2 separate regions of the Callithrix jacchus genome follow, and region 2 is linked to region 1. Evidence: chromatin contacts called from public Hi-C data. All regions are on one chromosome and are shown on one strand. The core of a region is the stretch at or near the end of the contact, and the rest is flanking DNA. Distances in the headings are between cores, read along the strand shown.

Region 1 (5,899 bases), core at 2,315-4,814:
GACTGCTGGCCCTGACTCTGCAGCCCACTCTTGCCACGTGGCCCTCACCAGGGTCCCTCCCTGCTCCACTTCCCCTTTTCCCAGTATTACTGAATAGTTCCAGCCAGAGAGCCCAGGCCCGGGGAATGGGAGGAACCAGGACAGATTCCCTGCATCATGCCCTGAGGCCTGGCACAGGGCACATCAGCCCCGTTGTGCTCAAGAAGCAGCATCTGGAGTTGGGGCACAGTGGGGTACTGCAGCTTCCTCCAGAGCCGGTTGTGGAGCAACAGGACCTGGCCCTTCTGCCTGGACAGCAGAATATACATTTTGCCTACCAAAGACATCTATTTTTCTGGGCTCCAACCCATCTTGCCACCATAGGTTCCTTCCTGACTGTGCTTTCTCTCCTAGCAGCTGTCCTGGTTGGCCCAGGTCCTTGTATCATGCCAGGGTCCCAGCTAGGGGCCTGGGTGGACACCAGGCCTTGCTGTTCTAGCCCCAGCCACCAGCCTGTCCCTGTTGTAAGGAAGACAGCCCTACTCTTCATTCCTCTTAGGAGAGTGCCAAACTCAGGGGCCCAGCACTGGGCTGGGTTGGGAGTGGGCTGTCCCAGTGGGGGTTGAGCGAGCAGCCTGCTGGGATCCCACGGCCTGAGCGGAGCATGTGGGAACTGTTCAGCACCCTGTGAACTGTCTTCCTTGTTCTAGCCAGGCTGTACCAGCTCCACAGCAAGGTTCTGGGGCTCTTTGTCTTCAGTGTTGTGGCCCTAGCTATGGGCCTAACTTGGGCTCCAGGTCTCTGTCCCTGGAGCTAGGAGCTCAGAGGAGCCTCTGCCCAGCCCCTCAATATGACCATGTCTCGCTCCTCTTAGGGGTAGCAGAGACAGGGCTGCTTACAGGAAGTCTGCACCACTCAGCTCTCCCTGCTACTCCAGCCTCCTCCCTCTGCAAGGCACTCAGGATGGGGGACAGCAGGATCAAGACAACCAGTTGGAGCCCCTGTGTTCCAGAGGGCCTGATGCCAAGGGGTAATGGGCCCAGCACTGCCTCTGGAGCCCAGGCCCCAACACAGCCCCATGGCCTCTGCCAGATGGCTTTGAAGGTGACCCAAGCAGGCCCCTTGTCTGTACACAGTGATTGAGTGGGGGTTGCTGGCAGGTATGGCAGCTGCCTCTGGGCTGAGCACAGCCTGACCCCTCTAGTCCCTATAAATACCGGATCAATGAATGAATAAAACTCTCCCAAGAATCTCCTGATGAAAAAAAATTTAGCTGGGCATGTTGGCACATGCCTGTAGTCACAACTACCTGGGGGGGCTGAGCGAGGAGGATCACTTGAGCTGGTGAGGTGGAGGCTGCAGTATGCTGTGTTTGCACCACTGCACTCCAGCCTGGGTGACAACGCAAGACTCTATCTCAAACAACGACAACAAAAAGCTTTCTAGAACATTTCTGATCTACTGCAAAGCTCTTTTTGGTTACACCATGTATCGTTCCAGTTATAAGAATGGAAAAAGTGGCAACTCTGGAGCTAGGCTATCTGGGCAAATGACCTCCAGCAAGGCCTTTAAACTTCTCCATGCCTCAGTTTCCTCATCTGCAAAATAAGGATTAAAATTCTTCAAAAGGTTGTTGTAGGATTGAAATGAGTTAGTTTATGTAAAAGTGAACCTGGCCTATAGGGTAAGTACTTTCGAAGTGTTTGCTATCAATAAGTAATAAGTCATAGAATACTCTACTAAAAGTGGTACAAATATTAGAGATTTATTATTGCAGAACAAGATGGAAGTTGGTAGTTCCAGGGTTAGTCCTGTCAATTAACCAAGGCTTCCCAGACCAGACTCTTCCTGTTCCCACTGCCACGCTCAGTGGCGGGAGGCCGCCATAGCTCTCACATTGTCAGCATCCCAAGCATGAAATAAGGGGATGTGGGCAAAAAGTGCTTTTCTCCATGTGCAGCCTTCTCTTTACAAGCAGGAAAATCTCTCCTAGAAGCCCCTGGTAGGTTTCCTTTCAGCTAAAACTGGGTCACAGGCTCATCCCTGAACCTGGAACCTCCTACCTGTAACAAATGAGGCAGAGGCAGGACTGGGGCTGGCTGCTGGGTAGGTGACCAGTCCCACCACAGTGTGGGAGCCAAAGACTTCCGAAGGTACCTCACTCAGGCCAGGGGTAACTGAGAAACAGGCTCATAGAGTACTCATCCAGGAGTCCTCAGGTTTTTTAAGAGCAGCTTTTTTTTTCTTGAGATGGGCTCTCCCTCTGTTGGCCAGGCTGGAGTGCAGTGGCATGATCATGAGTCACTGCAGCCTTGACCTCGTGGGTTCAAGTGATCCTCCCACCTCAGTCTCCCAAAGGGCTGGGATTACAGACGTGAGGCATTGTGCCTAAGAGTAGCTTTTTTTTTTTTTAGATGGAGTTTCACTCTGTCACCCAGGCTGGAGTGCAATGGCATGATCTCGGCTCACCACAATGTCTGCCTCCTGGGTTCAAGTGATTCTCCTGCCTCAGCCTCCGGAGTAGCTGGGATTACAAGCATGTGCCACCACGCCCTGCTAATCTTGTATTTTTAGTAGAGACAGGGTTTCTCCATGTTGGTCAGGCTGGTCTTGAACTCCTGACCTCAGGTGGTCCACCTGCCTTGGCCTCCCAAAGTGCTGGGATTACAGGCATGAGCCACCATGCCCAGCCAGTAGTTTTTTTTTTTTTTTTTAAGACAGAGTCTTGCTCTGTCACCAGGCTGGAGTGCAGAGGTGTTATCTTGGCTCACCACAATTCCACCTCCCAGGTTCGAGCAATTCCCCTGCCTCAGCCTCCTGAGTAGCTGGGACTACAGGCACATACCACCAAGAGTAGCTTTTTAACCTAGGTCAGTATCGTGTTGGTAAAATACAGACAGAGGATATGTTTGAGCAGAAGGACCTTCCTCATCTTCTCACCTGTTCTAGGCTGCTACCTTCTGTTTCTACAAACCAAAGGAGGGGGCTCATACTCAATGCGCCTTGTCTGAAAGCCTGACCAGGCTAGTCACTGCAGAATTTCTCTAAGGGATTCCTCTACCCTGACTGCCCTTCCAGCAGCTGCACCCTCTGTCCTAGGGGCAGTAAGTAGAGAGAGCTGTGTGAGAAGAGCACTCTTCCCACTCCGGATGTCCCCCTACATCCTACATCCCCCCCCCGCCCTGCCACTGCCAGTTTGGGCCTGTAGCATCACTCATCCCGACCGCTATCGTGTGGTCTCCCCATCACCACAAAGACTGCGGCAAGGTGGACAGAGAATTCCAAGAGAGCCAGGAAAATGCCCTTATAAACCACCACAGAAAGCCTTATTTCTACTCTCTAAATCCGTTAATAAAGAGAGGAGACATTTTAAAATTCCAAGGCACTTGGTTACTAATCTGATTCTGGCCTACATGGGGATATTCAATAAATACTTGTTAAATTAAATTGACTCAAGGTTTTATTTATTCAACCTGCTTAAAGCTTATGTAAACCCCTTGGAGATTTGTGTCAAGCTGTTAAGTTGGAAAATATAAGAAAAGTATTTTCAATAGACCAGCTTTCCTCTTAATGTACTTTACGAGCTTAGTGTAAACCAGGGGAAAGGGGGAGGGGTACCAGGAGAGCAGAGGGGACGGAGGTGAAGAGGAAGGAGAAGAAAAAAACGCTTTTCCTCTCATTTCCTGCGTTTCTCTTAATTGCTGTGCTTATTAACCAGCTACTGCCCTCTAGTGCTCACTGTGTTAAGTTCACATTTGAATTTTATTTTTATCTTTAAAAGCTCTGGTGACAGGCAGGGCGTGATGTCTCATGCCTGTAATCCCAGCACTCTGGGAGTCCAAGGTGAGCGATCACAAGGTCAGGAGATCCAGACCATCCTGGCCAACGTGGTGAAACCCTGTCTCTACAAAAAAACAATACAAAAAAATAGCTGGGCATGGTGGCAGGTGCTACTCGGTAGGCCGAGGCAGGCAAATTGCTTGAACGAGGGAGTCAGAGGTTGCAGTGAGCCAAGATCGCACCACTGCAGTCCAGCCAGGCAACAGAACAAGAATCTGTCAAAAAAAAACGAGAACGAACAAAAACCTCTGGTGACACTTGTAAGGGACAAAATGTCCTGTTTTGCAGATAAGCAAATTGAAGTCCAGATAAAACAGGTGTCAGACTGACCCAGAGACTTCCAGACGCTTTGTCACCTCATCTATAACTAATCTGGAAGACTTTATTAAAAGTCTTTCTCAGAAATTTTAATTGCTAACCAGTAAAAATTGTAGCATAATCTTAGTGCTATTTATTATTTCCAGTGTTGTTCTAAATTAAGATCAGGCTGACTGCTGGTCAGTTTAGGTAAGGGTATAAAATAATATTGGTATATGTTTAACTTAGCACAAGTTTAGAAAATGTCTATAATACTTTTTAAAAAACGTTAACTAGAACAGACCCGAAGTGGATTTGGCCATTTATCAGAACTGACTTGTCATTGTCTCCACGTAGGCTTACATTCTGCTAGAATTCTCCCAAATGAAGCTCTTTGCTCACAAATGGGAAAAAGGGGCTTTGTCATTTTAACTTGGAACATATTTTCATCACATAATCATTTTGCTAGTGGAAATAAATGGAAAGTTATCCAGCTGAACACGCTACTTACAAGAACATTACTGGGTAACAAAAGATTTGTTCAAATATTTCATTGGAAGGAACTCCATCTGGAATAAGTTTTATTGGAATTCATATAAAAAGAAAAGCAAATCCATTAGAAATTGATATAAACAGTTGATTTTATCTGGAACCAAGAATATTAATGAATTGGAACCTAGATGTCCTAAGCTGCTTCTTTGCATAAAAGCCAGTCGAATTTTGACATTTCTATGGCAATTATACTTTATTAGTTTAGGTAGCGCTTTGTTTTCAGCTGGTATTTTAGAGACAGATTACCCAAATTACCTAATTTGGTTCCCACTTCACTCCTCCTCAAAAACCAAACAGAAAGAAAGCAGCAGGGGGCATTTTCCTGTCTTCGAAATACAACCTCCTGCTAAGACCAGCAAGTCAGCAGGAACTGACTGCACTTGGGCTTCTAGTTACTAAATGAATTGAGACACTCAGTTCCATCCTTAGATGTCCACATAGATCCCATTGATCAAATAATCAAGTCTTGAGTAACGTTTCCTGCGGAGCGATTCCGAGAGGATTCTACCCAAGAGGACGAGGCCTATCACCAGGAACAGGACACCAAAGAGCAGGGACCCAATGAGAAGCCATTTTTCAAATGGAATGCCATACTGATTTTCAGGAACGCTGCCCTGGGAGGAACTGCCTGCGCTGGCGTCCCGACCTTCCCAGGAAGCAGTTTCATTCGTAGTGGAAGACTCCGCATTTGACGTAGAAAATGCGGTAGGATTATACACATTCCCCATGTTCAAAGTCAGGTTGGAGGTTTCTGTAAATGGTATCGTTCCTAGGCTGCCTTTCGAGTCTGTAGGTACCTGAAAGGTAGTAGTCAGGACTGCTGTTGTAGCCATCGCCTGGAGTGTAGCCACAGCCCGTGTAAAAACTGTAGAAATGAGGGTCGTGGGAGGCTGAGAAGTGACAGTGGTTACAGGTGGAGCTGTGGTGGCCAGCTGTGGCTGGGAAGTCCCAGAAGGTGCCGCTGAAGCATTGGTGGGTAGAAGGACGGCGGGCTTTGGAGTGGCCGAGGTGGTAGGTGGAGAAGTAACTGCCACTGTAGTTGGGAATGCACTCACATTTCCAGGCAGCAGATGAGCTTTTTCTTCCCTGGAGGAAAACTGTGAACTCTGAGAATGGCCTTTTTCTTTAGAAACAAGGAGCTGGGCACTTGCTTCGTCAATCTTAAATAATTTCTCCAAGTGATCTGAGGATCCAGACTTCTGAGACAGTGTGTCTTTCCATGAGATATTGG
Region 2 (6,490 bases), core at 2,511-5,010, 240 kb before region 1:
CGCTGCTCACTCTACTCACAACTCTGAACCGCTCTCCATTGTCTCCATCAGCGTGTTTCAAATTCATAACAAGTAAAATAAAATAACAGGATGCTTTTTTCAGATGAAATCTTACATGGCACACCAAATATAGTAAGAAAAAGGAAAGAGAGACAGAGAGGAGAGAGAAGCCTGGACAAGCTAAAGCAGAGGATAAAGGAAGAAGGAACAGAGGAAGGGAAGGGTCAGGGCCCAGGCATTGGTCTTCCCTAAGTTGTCCTCCCTCTTCTGCCACCTCCCCAACAAGACCTTTAACTCCACAGTCCACAGCTCCTTTTGAAACGTGCTGATCGAAGTGAGAAAATGCAGAGCTTCAGCCTGATAGTCAAAGACCACTGTAACTGGGACCCAAGTGCTACTTCACCTATTTTCCCCACACTATTTTCGAGCCCTGGCTGTTTGCAAACTGCATAGTTATGCTGTCCCAGTTCCGTCACCACTCTTCAAACACATTCTGAATTCACCTATAATCTCCCCTCTGCCCACCCTGTTCTTAGCCCCAGTATCACCTGTCTATCCTTCTGGCTTTCCAAAAGCTTTCACTTGCCTCTCTCTCTGAAGCTCACCTATCCCTGCTTTCTAATATGGCTATCTGCATCTCTGTTAGACCTCTTACTTAGTGCATTCTCTTTGTGTGGAGTTAGCTATGGCTGTGTCTCTCTTCCCACCCCAGTAAGACTGTGGCTTTTCCCTCTTTACCCTCCAGCACAAACACAATAGATGTTCAATAAATGTTTGCTAGGCTGGGCACTGTGGCTCACACCTGTAATCCTAACACTTTGGGAGGACAAGGCAGGCAGATTACCTGAGGTCAGTAGTTCGAGACTAGTCTGACCAATATGGTAAAACCCCATTTTAGTCTCTACTAAAAATGCAAAATTAGCTGGGCATGGTGATGCATGCCTATTAATTGTAACCAGGTTTTTTCTTGGGTGCTGGTGAGGCACAGCTCTCTGAGAGAATGCTGTGGGTTTTTGGTCTCCAACCTTTTAAAGAATAAGCAATAGGACCACTGCAGGTGCGCCGTATACTCATAAAAGTAAATTTTGGACTGAAGAAGTGTTGCAGAAAGGTGATTTTATTTAGGTAGAGAAAAGAGAAGAAGAGAAAGACTTCCAGGAAGAGTATGGAAGGGGATTCCAGAGGGGATCTAGGTGTGTGGACACGGACTTTTATCCTGGGAGGAACTCCCACCTTCTCCAAGACCCTGGGCCAATGAAGGGAGTTCCTTAGAACTTCTGCTGGAGTGACTGACTTTCAGTTTTTTCCCACGCCCGTGAAATTCAAACATAAACCGTTAAATCTCTCGGATGGAGAGAGATGGGAGGGGAGCATGGCGTTGGGAAATTCTTGCCCTTAAAATTACACCCCCTCGTGGACCCCAAAAGAGAACACATTCCCTCATAATCCCAGCTACTCTGGAGGCTTAGGCAGGATGATTGCTTGAACCCGGGAGGTAGAGGTTGCAGTGAGCCGACATCATGCCATTGCACTCTAGCCTGGGTAAGAAGAGTGAGACTCCATCTAAAAAAAAAAAAGTTTATTGAGTTTTTGCTACTGTCTCGCCTAACTTGTAAAGAGTAAATGGCCCTGCATAGATGGGCACCGTGTGGACTTTGTTGTTACAGGCCCAACATGTGTAGCACCAGTGCGTGTGACCTGGAAGAGATCCCCCTAGAAGATGATGACCTAAACACCATAGAATTCGAAATCCTCGCCTACTACGCCAGACACCATGTCTTCAAGAGCACCCCTGCTCTCTCCTCGCCAAAGCTGCTGCGAACAAGAAGTTTGTCCCAGAGGACCCTGGGGAGTTGGTCAGCAAATGAGTCAGGGACACAGGTGTCATGGCCTTGCAGAAATTCCCAATCCAGTGAGAAGCCCATAAACCTTGCCAAGAAGAAGTCTTCTTGGAAAGCACTCTTTGGAGTAGCCGAGAAGGCAGATTTGCAGATCCCACCTGCCAAAGTCTCTGCTCAAGGTCGAACAACATTGGAAAGCCAAGGTTCGCACAGCCAGCAATGGTCCAGGTCTGCTTATCATGAGGGACTGTGCTCGGAGCATGAAGGTAGGCATCTGGGATTTCTCTCCCACATCCTTGTTTTCCCTTCTTTGTGTGCAGAGTGTTACATCTCATCTTGTAAAATGGCTTTAGAGAACGCATGCATTGTGCCTCAGTGTTCCAACTTACTAATATTCAATCATAATTGCCCTGCTTTTCTCAAGACTGAAAGAGGATGATGGAAATGAAGCGTGCTAGGACTGGTTTTCTTTCTCCACCATCTATAAATAAATTTGTTGCCCAAATTCCTAGTTCTCGGTGCCACACACCAATATAAAAGAAGGAGCACTAACCAGGGGCTTGGGCTGCCACTCTTCCTCAGTCAACTCATTAGCTTAGGGCCTCTGTGTTTCCATCTGTAGACTGGGTATCCCACCCTCTCTACCTTGTATGGTTGATGGGAAGATCAGAGAGCAAGAGTAAAAGGACTCTTCAAAGGACAGACCATCCTACAAAAACAACTGAGGAGTATTTTGACAAAATTTTCCCTCAGTGGGACAAAATTAATTGTATTGAATAAAACATTTTCACCAGGTACTGAGGCTCACACCTGTAATCCTAGCACTGTGGGAGGATAAGGTGGGTGGGTTGCTTGAGCTCAGAAGTTCAAGACCAGCCTTAACAACATGGCAAAACCCTGTCTCTACCAAAAATACAAAAAATTAGCCAGACATGGTAGTGCACGCCTGTGTTCCCAGCTACTCAGAAGGCTGAGGTGGGAGGATGGCTTGAGCCTGGGAGGTAGAGGTTGCAGTGAGCCAAGATGGTGCCACTGCACTCCAGCTTGGGTGACACACTGAGCGCCTGTCATATCTATAACCTCAGCACTGTAGGAAACCAAGGCAGGAGGATTGTTTGACGCCAAGAGTTTGAGATCAGCCTGGCATCATAGCGAGACCCTGTATCCATACAAAAAAAATTAAAATTAAAAAATTAACCAGACATGGTTGTACATACCTGTTGTCCCAGCTACTGCAGAGGCTGAGGTGGAAAAATCACTTGAGCTCAGGAGATCAAGGCTGCAGTGAGCCGAGATCACGTCACTGCACCCCAGCTCTGGGCAACATAATGAGACTCTGTCTCTGAAAAAAAGAAAAAAAGAAGACAGTCGCCCTTCATGCACACACCTTGGCATAAGCATCTTCTTCCCTTCAACAAAGCCCAGTGCCTGAAGCCCAGATTTTAAAAGAAAGGCCCCCTTCTGCTGGGTTTGAGTGGTCTGGGTAACTTGTCAATAATTAGTCAAGAGGTGGCAGTAATGACTCAGTTTTTAAACGTGACAGTCCTGGCTTGCTTGGAGAATCAGCCCACTCATAGACAGCTTTAGATCATTCACTATCATCAAGGGAACTCCCGTTTCCCATTCGAGTTTCAGATGTTTAGAACAGTGGGAGCATGGTCAGGATCATCTGGGGGAGTCTTGTGGCACAGACAGGATGAGGAAATGGGAGTCCCACGAAAAGGGCTCACCAAGAAAACAGCCAGGAAGTAGCAGAGCCTTGACTCACCTCAAGTCCAGGCCGCTCCCTGGACTTGTTTAACTTTTACAGCAAGGCATCTGCTCTCTGAACTCTGCCCAGCTAAGGCAGGTGATTCTAGAGCAAGAGGGAGCAGCCCCCTGTGGTCCTCCCCTCCACACCCACCTCCCCACTGCTCAGCCACTTCTGCCCAGCCATGGCTTCTTCTGCTGGGGGTGGCATCTGGGCTCTGGGGCAAAGAACAGTTTAGAGGCACCCAGATAGGCTTTTCCACTTGGTTTGTACTGCGGACTTGGCGGGCAGACAGAAAGTGAGTCTTTACGACTCCAGTCCTCTGGTGCTTCCCGAGATAAACTGCATTCTGTATCTCAATATTCACTGCCCAGTCCTCTGGTGCTTCCCGAGATAAACTGCATTCTGTATCTCAATATTCACTGCCCAGTCCTCTGGTGCTTCCCGAGATAAACTGCATTCTGTGTCTCAATATTCACTGCAGTGTCATTTGACATTTTTTTATTTTCTAAAATTTCAAGAGAAGCTTTTCTTTTTCGGTTGGGAAAGAAAACTTTTATGTGAGATTGAGAATTAAAGATTAAATTCAAAAATACTTAGATGATGTGTTAATGTACTGAATAGCTGAATAGGACCTATGGCTGAATATATATATATATCTAAAATATTCTTCAAAAAAATGAAAATGATCACCTCTTAAGAAGGCTTTGGTGTAGATGCACAGCTCATCTTTCCTCCTCATCTTCTCCTCACTTTTGCATTTGGTCAGTTAATTATGTGGGTTTTACCTGCGACACCTGTGTTGGTTTTACACTGGGCATGATCCAAGGGAGCCTCACATTCTTCTTCTATTTTGCCACATACAAACCAGGGCTTACAAATTTGGTTTCACCTGGGTTCTTTTAACTGAAGGTCACAACGTAGCCCTATGCAGCCATTGCCAGGCCTCAGATACCAGGCTTAAGTGGGAACTGTGAGAGTGTGTCCCAAGACCAAAGTCTGTTAGGAAGAGGCCTCAGGATGTAGAAATGGACATTAACACTAGTTTTAAAGACCACCTACCCAGGCTTTTTACTTGTAAATCTTTTGTTTCTCCATAGCTACGATTTGCTCACGTGAAATGCTACAGTTAAGGTTAGGTTCAGCCTTAGGTTCAGTGGAACACCCAAACACCCACGGCTTAAATAATAGACGCGTTTGCTTTTCTCTCCCTTAGAAGAGGACAAAAGTTTGGCAGTTCGGGCCTGATATGACAGCTCCACAAGGTCATCGAGAATTCCTGGGAATGGCCAGGCGAGGTGGCTCATGCCTGTAATCCCGGCACTTTGGTAATCCAAGGTGGGCAGGCTGCTTGAGCCAAGGGGTTTGAGACCAGCCTGGGCCACGTGACAAAACCCCATCTCTATGAAAAACACAAAAATTAACCAGGCGTGATGGTACGCGCCTGTAGTCTCAGATACTGGAGAGGGTAGTGGGGAGAATCACTCGAGTCTGGGAGGTGGAGGTTGCATTGAGCCGAGATTGCACCACTGCACTCCAGCCTGAGTGACAGGGGTGAACCAAAAGGACTCCTGGGAAATCTGCCATCCCTCAGCTAGTGGTTTCCACCTCAAAGTCACCTTATATTCTAAAGGTGGCTGCTGGGGCTTCACCCATCATGTCTACATCTCAGGCAGGAATAACAAGGAAGCAAAGGAAGGGCAAATGGTGTCTTCTTTCTAGATAATTCAGCTCCCTTTTATTATTTTTAAATCTTTTTTAAAGATGGGGTCTGTGTTACCCAGACATGCTCATGCCACATGCTCTTCACCCTGGATGAGCTGCACGAGGCGGGAAAGGCAACAGAGGCCTGCTTTCCTTTCTCATCTCCTGAGGACATCGCCAGGGACAGTTTCCTTGGCTTTGGGAGCCAGCCTCTTGCCATCTCTTTCTTTGCCAGGGACTGTGCATGGCTGGAGCTCCAGAGGAGTCTGGTTGGGCTGCAACAAGGGGATTACAAAGTAGAAAGTCTGTTTCGCTTGAGTGTTAAAATGAGGAGGAAAGACATCGATCCTTTTCTTCTTGATCTTTCTTCTGTAATTTGCTCCTTATTGTTTTTTTTAACCCTGTGGACTAAGCATGAAAAAGATGGCTTCATAAGACAGACATCCACCAAAGGATGGCATCATGGACAGAGCAGTATCTTCTGTGGCCTTTCCGTGTATGGCTGGAGGGCTGAAGGGAGGACACTGAAGCCCTCAGCTGCAGAGGAATCCAGGGAGAGGGATCAGGAGCCACCTTGGCAGCTCTGTATGATGTTAAAACCTGTTTCTCCTCCCAGGCCCCCCGTTGCCTCTCTTACCTACTGTGCTGTACAATGCCCAGGAGTGCCCTAGGAGTTTGAGCACACCGAACCTCTGGCCAAAATGCCACTTTGTTACTGTTTTCAAGTCCTGTGAATTACCTAGTGTTATTCTTCAAATGCTATGTGGTAAAACCAAGCTGCTACAGACGGCATCCAAGACAGCTTGTACAAGCTTTTAAAAGTTTAGAGTTTAGGTTGGGTGTGGTGGTGGCTCATGCTTATAATCCTAGCACTTTGGGAGGCTGAAGTGGGAGGACTGCTTGAGCTTAGGAGTTCAAGACCAACCTGGGTAACACAGGGAGATCCCATCTCTAGAAAAAGAATTTTAATAAATTAGCCAGGCATGGTGATGCACACCTGTCATCCCAGCTACTCATGAGGCTGAGGTGGGAGAATCGCTTGAGCCTGAGAGGTCCAAGCTGCAGTGAACTGTGATCACACCACTGCACTCCAGCCTAGGTGACAGAGTAAGGCTCTGTCTGGGGAAAAAAAAAATAAATAAACAAAAGGTTGGAACTTAGTGACAAATCAACAATGAAAATTTTACCACCCAGC

Evidence for each region. Hi-C and Micro-C count contacts between places; a contact is called where the count stands out from the background.
Region 2: a Hi-C map of skeletal muscle shows a contact between it and region 1, with 17 times the contacts expected there. The contact joins two enhancer-like sites. A contact is called at or near these places in 3 of 3 Hi-C or Micro-C datasets (induced pluripotent stem cells and skeletal muscle).

The regions. Positions count from the first base shown.
Region 1 is chr9:10,968,271-10,974,169 of calJac240_pri, reverse strand. It overlaps MANSC1 (MANSC domain containing 1), which reads right to left. Exons shown (of 4, transcript XM_009003310.5): 4 at 4,665-5,899. The coding sequence ends at 5,094. It also overlaps the pseudogene LOC100410719. Among named protein-coding and RNA genes, the nearest start is that of MANSC1, 24 kb to the right of the region's middle. Within about 2 kb of position 3,564, at least 4 of the 16 cell types and tissues checked have an H3K27ac peak or open chromatin away from gene starts, as enhancers often do.
Region 2 is chr9:11,211,056-11,217,545 of calJac240_pri, reverse strand. It overlaps BCL2L14 (BCL2 like 14), which reads left to right. Exons shown (of 7, transcript XM_035255292.3): 3 at 1,668-2,107. The coding sequence starts at 1,675. Among named protein-coding and RNA genes, the nearest start is that of BCL2L14, 23 kb to the left of the region's middle. Within about 2 kb of position 3,760, at least 2 of the 16 cell types and tissues checked have an H3K27ac peak or open chromatin away from gene starts, as enhancers often do.